Regions from separate parts of the Zea mays genome. Here regions 2 and 3 are each linked to region 1. Evidence: chromatin contacts called from public Hi-C data. All regions are on one chromosome and are shown on one strand. The core of a region is the stretch at or near the end of the contact, and the rest is flanking DNA. Distances in the headings are between cores, read along the strand shown. Region 1 holds the start of LOC100274964 (Plant intracellular Ras-group-related LRR protein 4). Region 2 holds the start of LOC103642122. Region 3 holds the start of LOC606438 (Protein CUP-SHAPED COTYLEDON 3).

Region 1 (3,145 bases), core at 443-2,942:
TAGGGTCTTTGCCTTTAAGCCTATACCCATTATTTCTAGTGTTTAGCTAAAGTGCTGAACTGCTGAATCTGAATGCTGAATGCTGAATTTCTGATGCCTGGACCTCTGGTCGGTTTTCCCAGCCCTGGACGATCAGGAGCTCTGATCAACCGATCAGAAGCCGATTAATCGGACTGATCGTCCGATTAATCGCTCTAATCGCTCTGATCGGTCCTCTGGCGATCAGAAGCTGATCGCCGATCTGAAAACATTGCACAACAGAACAATGCATATGCTTCAAGTTTAACTCGGTAGAGCTCTAAATCGTAGCAGCAATTTACATGAAGGCGCATGTAAGCACTCCACTGAAATCACAAATTTGGAAACAGAGCAGTTGAAGGTAGAATGGGCTCACCATAGCCGCCGTCCACAGGAGTCGCCACGGAGTTTGCAGAAACTGCTCCTCGCGGCATATGGGAGCTCGACGCCACAACCCTGTCGTCCCACACTGCGGCCTTGGCCTTCTTGACGTAGCTGTCGTCCATGGAGACGCGCCCCATGCCGGTCACCATCCTCGGCGCGCTGAACCCATTAGGTTCCATCGACGAGTAGCGGTGAGCGCCGCTGTCAGCGGCCACCGCCGATGACGACGCGGCTGCGAAGGAAGACGAGGCGGCAGCGGTGGTCGCAGCGGCGACGCGGGGCGCGGCGCGGGTGGAGCTGGAGCCGGAGCTGGACGGCACGCACTGCGACGCGCGCTGGATGAGGTCGTCGAAGAGGCCGTGGAGCGCGTCGAGCTCGAGGAGGCGCGCGGCGTCGCGCTTCTGCTCGCGGCAGTGGAAGGCGGCGAGCGCGCGGTGCATCTCGAGGGCGACGCCGAAGAGCTCGTCGGGCACGGCGGGCGGCCTGCGCAAGCGCGCGGCGGCGTCGAGGCGCGCCCGCTCCTCGCGGTCGGCGGCGCGCACCAGCGCCTCGGCGGCCTCCGCCTCCTCCGGCGCCGGGCGCGCCGGCAGGGCGCGGTGCAGCCGCATGATCTCGCCCACCACGCCGTCCACCGACCCGAAGGCCGCCGCGTCGAGCGCGGTCCCCATCCCGGCGGCTCAGGAACAGCCCAGATCTCCGCGCCTCGGTCCCTTCCCACGCGACGGTACGGTACGGGCAGTCGGGATCCTCCTTATGTAAGCCTCGGCGCGCGGGCCTCGCCGCTGCGCTTTCCCGCGCCCGTCGTCGCCATCGCCAACCGCTCGTCACGTGGCGCCCGTGGCGCCCCGCCTCGGATGCCGCCCCCCCTTTCCGGATAAGAACCGGAACCACCAGAGCCCAGGTGTGCGGCGCCGGATCACAGCTCGGCGCGCCCGCCGGGCCGAAGGAGATAAAAAGGCAGCTTTTTTTTTCTCGGCGGCGGTGGCCCGATCCAACAGCGCGGGGTGGACGGACGGGGCGGCTCGGACACCGCCGAATTGCCGGTCCGGTGGGGAGGAGGTGGGATTGGGAGGGGTGGTTCGCCCACGGGCACGGCTCACCGAGGTAGGTAGGTCTGCCGCAATGCGCAGGGGGCGGACCGATCGCGCGGGTGGGCGGGGGCGGTGGCCGCCGTGGGTGGTTCCTGGTGCGTGCCTGGCCCTGGTCTCGGGATGGGGAAATGGGAAATGGATTGATCAGCGGGCTCGGCGCTTGGGGTCACGTAGGTAGAAATGAAGCCGGGAGGCCTGCTCGGGCAAGGGAAGAGACAGACAGAGAGGGTGATGTGATGTGCTGTCCCTGTCCAGTGACGTCCAGTATCGTCGCTGCTCGGCTACCGCCTTCGTTCGCCCGTGGGACGGGATACCGTAGGGGGGCGTTTGGTTGCCTTCTCCGGTGGTGCAGCTGCATCTATGCAAAAAGTATTGTTTGTTTGGTTCGTTGTATCGCACGAGACAGGCTAGCACGGAACTTAAAGCGCCGCGAGCCAGGCCCGGCAGAAACACATCGCGCGGCCGCACGCGCGCGGCCAGGCTCCGCTCAGCCAGCTCTTTACTCGTGCACGCATATCGAGACACGTTTTTAATTGGTTTTTTCATTATATCGTCTAATTAAAAGATTTAATCACCGAACCGATTTCATATCCGCGTTCCTGACATTTTTGCGAACGAAACTAGACCACTCATACTATATATATTTCAAATAAAAAAATTACGTGATTAAGATTAATATATAATTAGTGTATATTAACATGTAATTAGTATCTATTAAGCAATTTACCATATAATTAGTGTCTATTAATAGATTTTTTAATTTATTTAACAATTTTTTTAACTCATGCACCATGTACTCATGCAAGCAACCAAACAACATCTCTTGTGAACCAGACTGGCCACATACACACAACCAAACACGCTATACTGCATGCACTCAGCCAGTCCAGTCTGAGCCAGGCTCACTAGATACGAGTCAGGCTCACCCATACAAGTAACCAAACGCCCCCTAGTTGTAGATCTGGTGGCGATTGGCGTCTCTATGCTACTAGTAGAACTGTAGAAGTATAGCTTGCATGAATCGCACGTTGTTTAACGGCGTCCGAGGAACAAGATACCACCAGGTTTCATGCGCTGCCCGGTGGTTGATTAATTAATTAATTAATTAATTAAATTCTCCCTGCACTGTCATTTGTCAAGGTAAAAGTGGGGTGAGTGATTAGTTAGTTAGTTAGTTAGTTAGTTAATAACCATCTATCGACGACACCTTCCTCCGTCGAGTCCTAGTGTCCGGAGAGAATCTCTCGACTCGACGAAGCTTGAGCTCTGAGTGGATCGGAGTTCATCGGTGTCTCGGTGATGACCCTGCTGCACCACCGCTAGGTAATTCGAGGCCTTTTGATCCTGCCCTGGCAAAGGCGAAGGGCCGCGGGCCGGACCAGCAAGGCAGCGGGTCCACGTGCGAGCGGAAGCCTCCTCGAACCGCTGTCCGGCAGCGGCGCATGGGCCAGCCAGCCACCGCTCCACCGCTGGGCTGGCCAGCAGCACGTCGGCGCGCGCCCACGGGTTATCCCTCGGCACGCGCCATGTGGGTCCGACGACGCGTCCGGCCCACATGGCAGACACACCACCATGGTGCGGTGCGAGTGCAGTGCGAGTGCAGGATAGTTTTCGTATCTGAGGACTGCGGGTGACGGGGTGAGTGCGTCGCG
Region 2 (3,181 bases), core at 202-2,701, 140 kb before region 1:
TGTCCGTCCAGGACCCGAAGGGATCCACGGCGTGTTCATTCCAGGAGCAAGACTGACGCAAAGCGGCGACAATGACGATGACCCGAAACAACGAAAGAAGAACACAAGTTACATGCCCGTTCACGGACCGACCATTCATGGTCCGGGTCTCCAACTCGCGGCAACGATCGATCGATCATCTTCCTTCCGAGACCGACCGATGTCATATCATGCACACAATCGCCATACTTACATAGATAGATAGATGCCATATACATCACCACAAAATCAAAATCGTCAGTAGCTTTATTGCGGGAGCTGGATCACGTACGGGCGGCAAGCGAAGCGACAGCGCCATGGCCCCCACCTCCTCGATCGATGCCGGCTCGGCGTCACGCCTCGCCGTCGTCGAAGTTCTGCTTGTAGCTGACGGAGTCGTACCCGAAGTCCTGCGGCGCGGGGGCCTTGAGCGGGCGGCCGTCGCGCCCCAGCAGGCGGCGCGCCCCGGCGCGGAGCCTGAAGAGGGTGTGCCGCCACCCGCCGGCGCACCGGCACCCGCCCAGGCCTAGCGGCCGCGCCTCGTCGTCGTCGTCGTCGTCGTCGTCGCCGCCGCCGAGCTCCAGCGCGCGGGTCGCGAACGGTGCCGTGACCCACCCGAGCCCCCACTCCCACCACCGCCGCAGCGCGCCCGCCGCCGCCAGCGCCTTGACGGAGGGCATCGACCGCGCGCGCCGGAACGCCGCCACGGAGGACGACGGCCTCACGCGCGCCGAGAAGGAGGAGATGCGCCGCCGCAGCTCGATCCCGGTCCCTGCCGTGGTCACCGGCAGCTGCTCCTCGCTCCCCCGCGGCTTGATCGTCTCCAGGATCGCGTCGGTCGCCATTGCTCCTCGACTTTGGCGACCACCGACCCGGCCGGGGGATCGAACGGGCTGTGGGAGACACTAGTGGATGGGAGAGGGGGAGAGATCTTGGACGCGGAGGCTGGACCGGTTGGTAGGCGCGAAACTGACAAACTCCTGGCTCCTCAGCTCATCACTGCTTGGGGGACTGAAGAAGAGCTGGAGCAGCTGTATTCCGATTCCGACCAAGACCAATACACGCGTAGCGGGTAGAAAACCCAAAGAAAAGAGACGATGGCAAGACGAACAAGCGAGCTCCAGTCTCGCATGTCGCATTGCTTGCCATGATGTCTGCAAGCGGGGCGGCACGGCGTGTCGGCGCCTGACGCGGAATACCGAGGAGAGGGGCCGGCGGGCCGTTGTTTGTCCCGTGCCGGTGCGTGCTCAGCCAGACGTGCCGCCCACGCGCGCGGTCCATGTGATGTGCCCATCGCCCCATCCACTCTTCTCCAGTCTGATCTGGATTATTGTGCGTTGTGTTTTGGACAGCTTGCTAGCCGTATACACATAAATACGTACATATGTATACCGTATACTGTATATACATCTAGGTGCGGAGATACTCAAGGCAGTTTCCATTCGCATGGCAGCAAGGTTTTTTTGTTTTTTGCACCCGAACAAGCACGGCCTGAATACTTTCATTGTCGACCGAAGAAAGTAAATGCCAACAATCCAGATGAACAAGAAAAAAAAAGAAAAGAAAGCAAATCCCGAGTGACGCATCCACGACCACGATCCATCCATTTCCAGCGCAGCAACAGTTACCAGTTACCTAGCGGACGGACGGAGCTGGGAACGGCATCACAGGCGGGCGGTGTCCACGGCCGCGCCGCCGATGTTGGCGCCGGGGAAGAACGCGCCGCCGGGGCCGGCCCAGGACACGCCCTCCTCGGCCTTCCACGCACCGTCATCGAAGTTGCGCGCGTAGCTGGCGGAGTCGTACCCCAGCACCCCGGCTCCGGCTCCGGCCCCGGCCCCGCCGCCCGCCGTGGCACTCCTCCTGCCGCTGCCGCCCTTCCTTTCCGCCGCCGTGCCGCCTCTTCCGCAGAGCCCCGCCCACGCCAGCTTCCGCGCGCGGCCTGCGCCGCCGCACCAGTACCGCCGCCTCGCCGCGCAGCTCAGCCGCACGGCCGCCCACCGCAGCAGCACCCACGCCCGCGCCCGCACGCCGCCGCCCCGCGGACGCTGGCTCTGGCTCCCCTGCGAGAGCAGCCGCTGGTACGTTACACCCATCAATCACGAGACGCCGCGCCGTACTGCAGTCCGCAGTCGTTTTTGGCGCCACCTCGTAACGTATCGAGGTAATACGGTGGGTGGGTGGGCGGACGAGCGTTGGCGGTGTGGCTCTTTTGCTTGCGCGCGTGCAGTACTGCAGTGCGGGCTGGGTAGTTTTTGACTTTTGAGGGGGGTTTCCGCGTCGTTGGGTAGTGGACCGCGCACCGCACGACGGTTTGGGCCGGGCGGGTGCGGGATGGGCCCTGAGATGCACGTCCGTCCTGCTATCGACAGATGCACAGCGGGGGTGCTCAGGGCCCACACCACCACCACCACCACCGAATATCATTTCTCCCTGACCCACTTCTATTTTTTTTCATCTCTTAAATATATCTTGTTCTTAATTTGAAGCCCTAGTTGGACGTACACAAGTGTTGGTCTCGTTCGCCAGGATGACACTTTGCTTATATTGGAAGCGCTGTCAGGAAACAGGATTTCATTCGTAATCCTGCAACTCATAGAGCGGGCAGCGACTAGGGGTGTGTTTGTCCTCATGGCCCAGCAGCCTGGCTGCGCTCCCGGGCTGCAGCTCCCGTGTTTGCGTCGTCTGGCTTACTCGGGAGCCTGGCTGTCTGCGTGCAAGTTTAGTCTCTCAACCTGTCTCCATAGAAACGAGATCAAGGTCCGTTTCTTGGGAGCCTGACTATTCATGGCGCAAGGATTCCGCGTTTAGATAGTTTTAGTCTTCTAGCCCGGTTAGATACTGAGTGACAAGAGCCAGACTCATATGATATAAGTGCGCAAATAAAATTAGTTATAGTAGTCGGGACATGCTAAGTCCAGCCTAGACGAGTTAAATGGGTCGAGCTGGCAAAAAACAGAGTCACAAACATACCCGAGAGGACCACTGCCAGCGCACTCCCGATGGCACTGGCACTGGCACTGGCATGGCCTGCAACACGATCGAATCTGGATCGGTTAGCAAGCCTTTTCCATGCCGTCTTCTCCATCAGGGACAGTGACGAACAGTGGCCGCCGCTCCCCAGGTCCAGGTGGCCGGTGGGACCGCATGAGCACCGACGTGG
Region 3 (3,202 bases), core at 135-2,634, 180 kb before region 1:
TGGTGCATATGCATGCATGCCACATCCATTGCAGCCAGCACTCAGCAGTACTAGTATAGCAGTATCTCATATGACATATCTGCATCTCCTACCCTCTTGTCAATGGCATCACATCTCTACTACTGTCACACTGTGTTGCGTTTTCACGGGCATTCATTCAAAAGAAGAATCATTGAGAACAGAACAGAAAGCGTGAAAAGATCGGCCCTGAAACCTTAAGTAACCCATTCATGGAGTAATAATCTAGCTAGCTCTGCGCCGTTTCAGTTTTAGTTGTAGGAACTCAAGAAAATCTAGCTAGCTCTGCGTACGTACTCCTACATGTACTATAGTTCATACCTTGCAGGGGCGGCGAGCGGCGGCGAAGTCGCCGTCGAGGCGGTACTCGTGCAGGACCCACTTGGTCTTCTCGCCGCGCGGCGCCCGGCCCTTGTAGAAGACGAGCGTCTTCTTCATGCCGAGGAGCGCGCCGGTGGCGGCGTTGAGCACCTCGCGGTCCTTCCCGGTGGCCTTCCAGTATCCGGCGCCGGTGGCGCGGTTGGTACGGAGGCCCGTGGGGTACTTGCGGTCGCGGAGGCTGAAGAAGTACCACTCGCGCTCCCCCATGCGCGCCGCGTCGGGGAGCTCCCACGGCTCGCACCGGTTGAGGTCCACCTCGGCGATGTCGATGCCGCAGCAGGCGCCGTTGAACACCTTGGCGGCGAGGTAGAAGGTGACCAGCTCCTCGTCGGTGGGGTGGAACCGAAACCCCGGGGGCAGCCCGTGCTCCCCGCCCGCCGCTGCCATCTCCTCCCCGAGCAGGTCCCACAGCGCGTCGCCCATGGCCTGGTCCTGGTGGTGATGGTGCATACAGAGTGGCTTGCTACGCAGGCACGTGGTGAGATCGATCTGGTGAGAACGAAGCAGGAAGATGAGAATCCAAGAGGGGAAAGGTATTTGATCGACCAAGAACCCTATACCCTTGCCAACCTCACTCTCACTCTTTCTTTCTACCAGATGATGAGAAGAAGCTCTGAGCTGTGGTATGGTGTGTGGGGGCGCTTTATAGTGGGGAGCTCTTGCTAGGTAGCACCACCATGCTCCTCCTGTCCTCCATAAGACCATGACCTTGAGAGCTGCTCTCTCTCTCTCTCTCGCTCGCTCTTTGTTCCTTTGTCCCAGAGAAATAGAGAGAGATATGTATGGAACGGAAAGGTTAAAAGATGGAGATGGACACGGTGGCACCTGGCATGGGCCCAATGAGGAAACTTGATGGAGCTTAACGGGAAACTGTTGCACGTCGTAGCAACGTCCTAGTCCTAGCCAACACCACCGGCCAGCGCTAGTTCTAAGCTACGCTACCTCAACGAGTAGCTAGCCCTAGCTGCTGTAAAGTCTCATGCATGCATACATACATCAACATGCAATGCATTGACGCAACACAGCTTTTAAAGCCGTGAGAGAGCAAAGAGGACGCCGAGGGAAAAACGTACGTACACATGCATGCATGTTCATTCGTCGCCGTGCAGTACTGTAAGTACGTGCATGTGTAATACCTGTCAAAGGTACAAGGTTCAAAAGGGTCATGCGCCCTTAACTTTATTGGATTTAGAGTTGTACCCTCTTATGTTACTTATCATCTTATCATGTAAAGATTCGAAGCTACGTTCTCTAATCTTGTGTAGTCATGTAAATCATTCCCCTGTATACATGAGTACAACTTAAAGAAAGCATAGTCTCTTGCACCACTTTAGGCTCTGTTTGGTTAGAGGGACTAATCTTTAGTCTCTGGTTTTTAGTCCCGTTTATTAGTCTCTATTTTGTCAAACGGAAGGACTAAAGTAGGGACTAATTGGCTTTAGTCTCTAGTCACTCACATGAGTGCTAAAAGGGACTAGAGGGCAACATTTACTCTAATTACCCTTGCTAGAAAACTGGCGTCAAACAAAAAAGGGGTATTTTGTTCTTTATGTGTTGTATTTAATGTATTTAGAATATGTTTAGTCCCTACAACCAAACAGGGTAGGGACTAAAATTTAGTCCATGGACTAAACTTTAGTCCTAAGACCAATGGAACCAAACGGGGCCTTAATATGGTACTAGAGCCAAGAATTTTTTTTGTAATTCTCTATAGCAAATCATTCTTCCTTCTCTTTCTCCTCCCATGTCGGGTGCCGCTTCTTCATCATTGCATCGATCATCATACATAAACACAAGTCGTCACGATTTGACTAACCAAATCCAATTTCCTCCTCGCACATGCCCACCTTCTTGAAGCTCGAAGCTTCTAGGACGATGCTGTCGATGGGAAAATCCTCCGTCCGGGTGGCGGAATGCACCCGCCCTAATCCTAAGATGAGGAGAGGGCCTAAGCGTTTGCCTGTTTGGTGAATTTTGGATGAACACAAGAGGACTCGAGGGATTATAGTGGTTCAGGCTGCTAGAGCGTAATACCCTACCTCCACTGTGTGTAAATTGTATTGAGTGTGTCCCTTGTAACGATGTGTGCCTTCCCTTTTATAGTTTAAGGGAGGCACATACAAGGATGTTGAGCTCCGACAGGCCCAGGAGCATAATGGAAGAAATACATTACGTGAATAATTAATGCTGACAGCACACCAAAATCTTTAATGGACGTTGTGTTGCTCCCTCTGTCTTAGTAACGCATGAGTAATCAGCGGGAGTCATGATGACTGCAGTCCATGCAGTATTGATAGGCAGTTACCCTTTTCTTGGTAACGCGTGAGTAATGGTGAGTCATTGCCCTTGCTATGGTAACGTGTGAGTAACAGCGCGGCCCACGCAGCGTGGACTGGGCACGCCGCCTGTTACTGGAATGGACATACGCACGTCTTATCCGTAATAAATGCAAAGACGCGCGTAGCCCAGAGGCTTTATGTCAGGCTCCGCCTGTTGGCTTACGCTGCGCGCAGTAGGCCACGTGTCAGCATCGGGTCTCCGCCTGGGCGAGAAGCAGGAGTGTACGTGATAAGGTCCGGATCCCACCAGATCAGGTCTGGACACGTGTCGGCACCGGACCCCCGCCTGGGTCCTGATTAAGGTTCGGGTATGCTCTGTCCTGGGACCCTGGGACCCCACTGTGGACGGTCTGGACCCCATACAGGGGGGTCCGGATCCCATTCCAGGGGTCCGGTTCGCACATGTGGAGGTACTGGACCAAACTTGGAGGCCCGAACCGTATATACAGGGGTCCGACACCTTC

The links. Hi-C and Micro-C count contacts between places; a contact is called where the count stands out from the background.
Region 2: a Hi-C map of leaf shows a contact between it and region 1, with 4 times the contacts expected there. The contact joins the promoter of LOC103642122 here to the promoter of LOC100274964 in region 1. A contact is called at or near these places in 14 of 25 Hi-C or Micro-C datasets (bundle sheath, ear, endosperm and 5 more).
Region 3: a Hi-C map of tassel shows a contact between it and region 1, with 3 times the contacts expected there. The contact joins the promoter of LOC606438 here to the promoter of LOC100274964 in region 1. A contact is called at or near these places in 3 of 25 Hi-C or Micro-C datasets (ear and tassel).

The regions. Positions count from the first base shown.
Region 1 is chr1:193,295,460-193,298,604 of Zm-B73-REFERENCE-NAM-5.0, forward strand. LOC100274964 (Plant intracellular Ras-group-related LRR protein 4) reads right to left here and starts at 1,693. Exons shown (of 3, transcript XM_008670882.4): 1 at 395-1,693. The coding sequence starts at 1,070.
Region 2 is chr1:193,153,984-193,157,164 of Zm-B73-REFERENCE-NAM-5.0, forward strand. LOC103642122 reads right to left here and starts at 1,452. Exons shown (of 1, transcript XM_008665438.4): 1 at 54-1,452. The coding sequence starts at 863. The coding sequence ends at 372. It overlaps LOC100279120, which reads right to left and starts at 2,121. Exons shown (of 1, transcript NM_001152161.1): 1 at 1,485-2,121. The coding sequence starts at 2,114. The coding sequence ends at 1,683.
Region 3 is chr1:193,112,635-193,115,836 of Zm-B73-REFERENCE-NAM-5.0, forward strand. LOC606438 (Protein CUP-SHAPED COTYLEDON 3) reads right to left here and starts at 1,385. Exons shown (of 2, transcript XM_008665424.4): 1 at 340-1,385. The coding sequence starts at 1,104.